2 separate regions of the Mus musculus genome follow, and region 1 is linked to region 2. A link is a contact called in public promoter capture Hi-C data. All regions are on one chromosome and are shown on one strand. The core of a region is the stretch at or near the end of the contact, and the rest is flanking DNA. Distances in the headings are between cores, read along the strand shown.

Region 1 (2,901 bases), core at 226-2,725, 150 kb after region 2:
TTCTGTTCCTACATCTAGTACCTGGTGAGCCCATAGAACTCTTCTACAGTGTAACCCAGAGAACAGAATAGGACCTTACAGTGCATGAATTTCAGATGAGCTACTTACAAGGCAATCCAAACGTGAAGGGAGAGAGAGAAAGAGAGAGAGAGAAAGAGAGAGAGAGAGAGAGAGAGAGAGAGAGAGAGAGAGAGAGAGAGAGAGAAAGAGAGAGAGAATATCTCACAAAAGCCACAGTTAGCTAAACTAAAAATTAAAACATGTGTGTGTGTGTGTGTGAGAGAGAGAGAGAGAGAGAGAGAGAGAGAGAAAGAGAGAGAGAGTGTGTGTGTGTGTCATCCACAGTGCTGTAGGAACAGATTTGTGATACTTGTGTATGCCATGGTCTGTATCACAGGGAAACCATGTTTGAAATGTTACCTGGATGTTTTTGGCCCTTCATCAACCCATCAGAAAGAGGTTTGCCTACCCTGTCAGTTTCCAAAGAAACAAAACTACACAAGAGTGGCATAGTCTGAACTCAGGGCTTATAGCTGTAGTAGGCTCAAAACAATGGCCACTGCCCTTTTCTATCCCTCACAACACAGGGACAATAAAATTGACATCTCTGCCCCTTGAATGTTGTCAGGCCCTTGGCAGGCCCTGACCAACAGGAGGATGCAGACATGAGTCATGAACATGGCTTTCAAGAAGCCGTTCAATGACTGGATTTTCTTTCCTGGAAGGGAAAGGCCTGGCCAGCCCAGTGGAGGATGAGAACCCACGTGTGGAGTGGAAACGCAGCAGAGCTCAGCCAAGACTTCCCAGGCTGAGCCCTCGGTGGCAGAGCAGCTGAGGACCTCCACAGAGCAGCCAGACAAATCACCACACACAGTCACAGGTCGCAAGAAATGAGGCATATCTGTGTTTCTATGTGCTTCTTCATGATTTATCTCGCCGCAGCAAAGGCTAGCCAATCAGAACGGTTAGTAAATGGAAAGACAGCAGCCTACACGATACAGCTTGGTCAGTGTCATGGGAACAGAGGGCGTGTGGAGCATGGGTTAATTACCCTGGCAATTCAGTATCACAGCTTTAATTACACTCTTAGTCACGGTCTGGACTTTGCACTGGCTTTTCTCCATCGGCTACTGAGTTCTCAATTGAACAAAAAATAAATAATTTTTTTTAAAAAAAGGAAAGAGCAAAAAGAAACAAAACAAAACAAAAAACCCAAGCTATCCAAGATACGAGCCCAACCCCCGTGACATCAGTACATGATTAGAACTGTTAAGGCTCTGAAGGTGTATTTGGTAATGAGCCCCTGTTAGCTTTAGGTAACGATGCCATTAGAAAACAAGTTAATGATACATTAAACCCATCAACCCTAATGTCTACAGTTTACTACTCGACAACAAGCCCGACTCCTGACTGTCTCATTCTTGCAAATGTAGCCTTCTCCAACCAATGCAGTGAACAGTCTTGTTGTCGCTCACTTCTTTCCTCACACTGTTTCTTGTGTGTGCACTTCCTTTCTATGTCCATAGCCACACCCTAGGGCAGACCTTATTACCTCACTCTGACAGAAACAGCTTTTCTACCGCTCACCCCCATGGCAGGGTATCTTCCTGATTAAATATCTTTCAGATCACAGCCAGGTGCTTTACATAGTGAAGTCCAAAGAGCAACTACTCAGCATATGATTATATTATATTATATATTATATAAGCACCACAACTATCACCATGATCCAACACAAGCACTTTACTATAGGGAAATCAATCATTTAAAGATGCATTGCTTGGCCAACAAGAGGGCTCTGCAGGTAAAAACACTTGCTGCTAAGCCCAAGGACCTAAGTCCTTACTTGGAACTTACATGCTCGAAGGAAAGAACCAGCTTCCAAAATTGTCCTTTGACCTCTACACATGTGAATGCTCACTGCATACACGCACACACGCATGTGTACACACACACATGTAACAGCTCTATGTCATTTCTTTCCAGTGTGTACATCTCTTCACACTCGAGATTCTATCCTGTTTAGATATTATGTATTCCACAACATGGTACTTCAAAATCAACTTCTTCCATAAAACCTGTATTTTCTCTTCCACTGTTATCGCCTCAGTCCATAAGGTCTATAACATTTCCTGGTGGTTTTGCACTATGGTTCACTGTTTCTATGCAACTTAATCATACATTATATATTTACAGTCTCCTTAAATGGTGTGCCTTACAGCCAGCAATGGGAGTTTTGATTTTGTATTTCAAAACCAGTAGACTAAATGATTTATACTGAAACCAGACAGAAAGGGTCGCTCACCTATACTCAATTCCCTTCACATTGAATACCAAGAACAAGCACATTCGTAGGAAGAGGAACACATCATTGCTTGCCAGAGGCCAGGGGAGTGAGTGAAGACTGGGAAGGGAGCCATCATTTACCACATTCAAGGCACTCTTCTGGGATGATGAGAAAGTTTCAAAACAAAGCTGTAGAGAAATGCTAGCTAGCCAACATATTGAATATATAAATGCCCTGGAATAATGTCTTTCAAAATCATTAATAGCATGCTACAGCTGGGCAGTGGTGGAGCATGCCTTTAATCCTAGCACTCCAGAGGCAGAGGCAGGTAGATCTGAGTTCAAGATCAGCCTGGTCTACAGAGTGGGTTCCAGGACAGCCAGGGCTACACAGAGAAACCCTGTCTTGAAAAAAAAAATCTTTAAAAATCCACACAAATCTAATTTCAGTCATTATAAATCAACCACTATTTGATCTTGCCAAATTCATATGTAATTATGAAACACAATAGCCTGAGACACTAAACAAGAGATACAGGCTGCACAGTTTAAGTGAACTCCAAGCTCACCTTCTGACTGAGGGCACTTTCTAATCCAGGCCACAGGAAGCAGAGT
Region 2 (2,818 bases), core at 169-2,668:
GTAAGAAAGCAGACTGTGCAAGCCAAGGGAAGCAAGCCAGTAAGCAGCACTTGCCTCCATGGCCTCTGCATCAGCTCCTGCCCCCCAAGTTCCTGCCCTGTGTGAATTCCTGTCCTGATTTCCTTTGATGGTGAGCATCGGTGTAGAAGTGTAAGCTGAATAAACCCTTTCCTCTCCAGCTTGCTTCTGGGTCATGATATTTTGTCCAGCAATAGAAACCCTGACTAAGACAACACATGTGCAAGTGGGTATCATGAAAGCCAGCCTCCTAGAACTGGAATTATAGAAATCTTGAGCCACTTGATGTGAGTGCTAGGACCCACACCAGGTCCTCTAGAATAGTAGTCAGTACTCTTAACAACACAGCCATCTCTCCAGCCCTTATGACAGCTTCTTTTCTTTCACAGTCAGATGAATAAAGCTCTTTCTCTCTCTAAAAAATACATTTTATTCATTCATTTGATGGATGTGTGTGCGCACATGTGTGCACACGTGTGTGCACGCAGGCATTTGTGGGTCAGGGGAATCAGCTGTGAGAATTGATTCCCTCCTATCATGTGGGGTCTGAGGATAGACCCCAGGTCAGCAGGTTATGTGGCAGTTCTTCTACCTGCTGAGCTAACTCTTTTTTCTTTCCTGTCAGGCCACATCCTGATAGAGACATGGACTCTATTACAATATAAAAGCTGGGAATCTTTGGAGAATTTCTGCCCTCCCCCCCCACCCCCCTGCTTTTGCTTTTTTTTTTTTTTTTTTTTTGAGGCAGGGTTTCTTCTTGTAGCCCTGGCTGTCCTGGAACTCCTTTCTCTCTGTAGACCAGGCTGGCCTTCAACTCACAGAGATCTGAGTGCCTCTGCCTCCTGAGTGCTGGGATCACTATGTACAGCTAGACCCCTGTACATGGATGGAGAAGTTCTTGAACCTCCATGCTGGAGAAACCCAGGGCTTCACACACACACACACACACACACACACACACACACACACACACACACACACACACAAACACGCACAGGGCAAGCACTCTTCCGCTTAGCTACAGTCTCCACTTTTCCTTAGAGAATTTTTTTCAGTCAAATGTGTGGCCCACATACTAGGGACTCTTCGACCCTTTGGATAGGTATGTCTGCTTAGTGTTACTATGCCTTTCCATCCAAGCCAGATGCAAGAGTTCTCCTCTCCGCTCCGCTCTCCTCCCCTTTCTTCCCCTCCCCTCCCTTCTATTTCCTTCCCCTTCCTTCCTTCTCTTTCCTCCCTTCTCTTTCCTTCCCTCCTTCCTTTCAAGAACCTGCATGAGAGTGCACGAGCCAGCCTTGGGAAAACCCTAGCATGAGTCATTGTTTGGAACCACAGTCTGCCTTCCTCTGGATCACCTTCCTGGTTGAGGTCATAAGACTAAAATAAGCTGCAGCCCCTCCTTCACGGGCACAGGACACCAGTGAGGAAGGCGGCTTCAGGCCAAGGTTGACCTCACAGAGAGGGAAGGCCAGCCTTGCCTGTCCACCTACCTGTTCCTTCAAGTGTCCAAAGTTTCTTATCTGGGCCTAGGGTGTAAGAATGAGGGAGGGCACCAGGCTTAGTCAGGTTGGGAGGGGCAGGAGCCGTACAGGATTCTGGGATGCTTGCTTCCCTTCTGTTCTCGCCTCCCAGAACTACTTTCAAAATTATCTTGCATGCGAGAGAGAGAGAGAGAGAGAGAGAGAGAGAGAGAGAGAGAGAGAGATGAAGATTGTGGGGTTATGAAGGGGCTGGTGACTTGTAGATTCCCGAAGAGATCCACTGGGAAGCTGTGCTCTAGACACAGCTCCCAGCGGTACACAAGAGAGAGGACAGCAGACAGCTTTAAACACTATTCTGGTGATAACATAAAAAGTCACTGGCTACTTAAGGTTTTGCAAACTCCCGAGTTGCTTAATTTTCCATGTGCTACTACAAATCTGTATACAATGCACAATTCTGGTTGTTTCGAACGAGGATCGTTTCCTCCGGATGTGTCATCCCCATGCAGTCTCCATTTCCCACCTCCCCATCCCTCCCCTGCTCCCTGCTGTGGGGCGCCCTCACTGCTTAGCCCCTCCCCCCAGCCCCTGCTGTGGGGCGCCCTCACTGCTTAGCCCCTCCCCCCAGCCCCTGCTGTGGTGCTCACTGCTTAGCCACTGCTCAGTTCTCATTTTGCACGACTTCTGAGGTGTGCATGAATGATGCGCCTGTTGTTTTCTTCCTCTGTGCTGTAGATAACGCTTCTCAGGCCTGGAATATTGAAATAGAGGCTTCTTTTGATGTCGCCAGCTCGAAGTCCGTTAGTGGTCAGGTGACAGTAGCCATCCCTCAACTGAAAACACAGCAGACAAACGACATTGAACTTCAACAAGAGCAAAGGATTGTTAAACTACTGGTCAAAATTAGGAAGGTGAGTGACCTCACTTCCTGGGAGGTGCTAGATGCATGCATTTGCTGTTCAAGGGAAGAAATGGCGGAGTGGGAGTGCCTAGCAACTTTCTCCCTGTATTTTCCAAAAGTCGTTTTCTCACTATTTTTTATTTTTAAGAGTTTCATTTAGATTATTTTTTAAAGACAAGATTGCACACTGTAACACAAAATTAAGCTCACAATGCAGCCCAGGGTGGCTTCTTTTTGTTTGTTTGTTTGTTTGTTTGATATAGGGTCTTACATTGTAGCCCAGGCTGGCCAAGAGCTGCCTGTCGCTCAGGCTGCTCTTCATCTTGCCTGTGGCTCTCTTGAGCGATGAAATTTCATATTTACAGGTGTGTACCACCACACACGGCATTTTTGCCTTTATTTTTAACTTTTCATATAT

What was found. Capture Hi-C pulls out chosen DNA fragments and counts their contacts.
Region 1: a contact with region 2 is called in a promoter capture Hi-C map of liver. The contact joins two enhancer-like sites. A contact is called at or near these places in 4 of 115 datasets of contacts at active chromatin or transcription factors (bone marrow-derived macrophages, embryonic stem cells, pancreatic cancer cells and 1 more) and 3 of 9 other capture datasets (adipose tissue, liver and pancreatic islet).

Annotation. Positions count from the first base shown.
Region 1 is chr3:135,674,161-135,677,061 of GRCm38.p6, forward strand. The region is part of intron 1 of Nfkb1 (nuclear factor of kappa light polypeptide gene enhancer in B cells 1, p105); the gene reads right to left. Among named protein-coding and RNA genes, the nearest start is that of Nfkb1, 16 kb to the right of the region's middle. Within about 2 kb of position 1,476, at least 117 of the 459 cell types and tissues checked have an H3K27ac peak or open chromatin away from gene starts, as enhancers often do. A contact at or near this core is called in liver and pancreatic cancer cells, where this site is marked.
Region 2 is chr3:135,520,758-135,523,575 of GRCm38.p6, forward strand. Manba (mannosidase, beta A, lysosomal) reads left to right here. Exons shown (of 17, transcript NM_027288.3): 6 at 2,235-2,410. Among named protein-coding and RNA genes, the nearest start is that of Manba, 37 kb to the left of the region's middle. Within about 2 kb of position 1,419, at least 145 of the 459 cell types and tissues checked have an H3K27ac peak or open chromatin away from gene starts, as enhancers often do. A contact at or near this core is called in liver and pancreatic cancer cells, where this site is marked.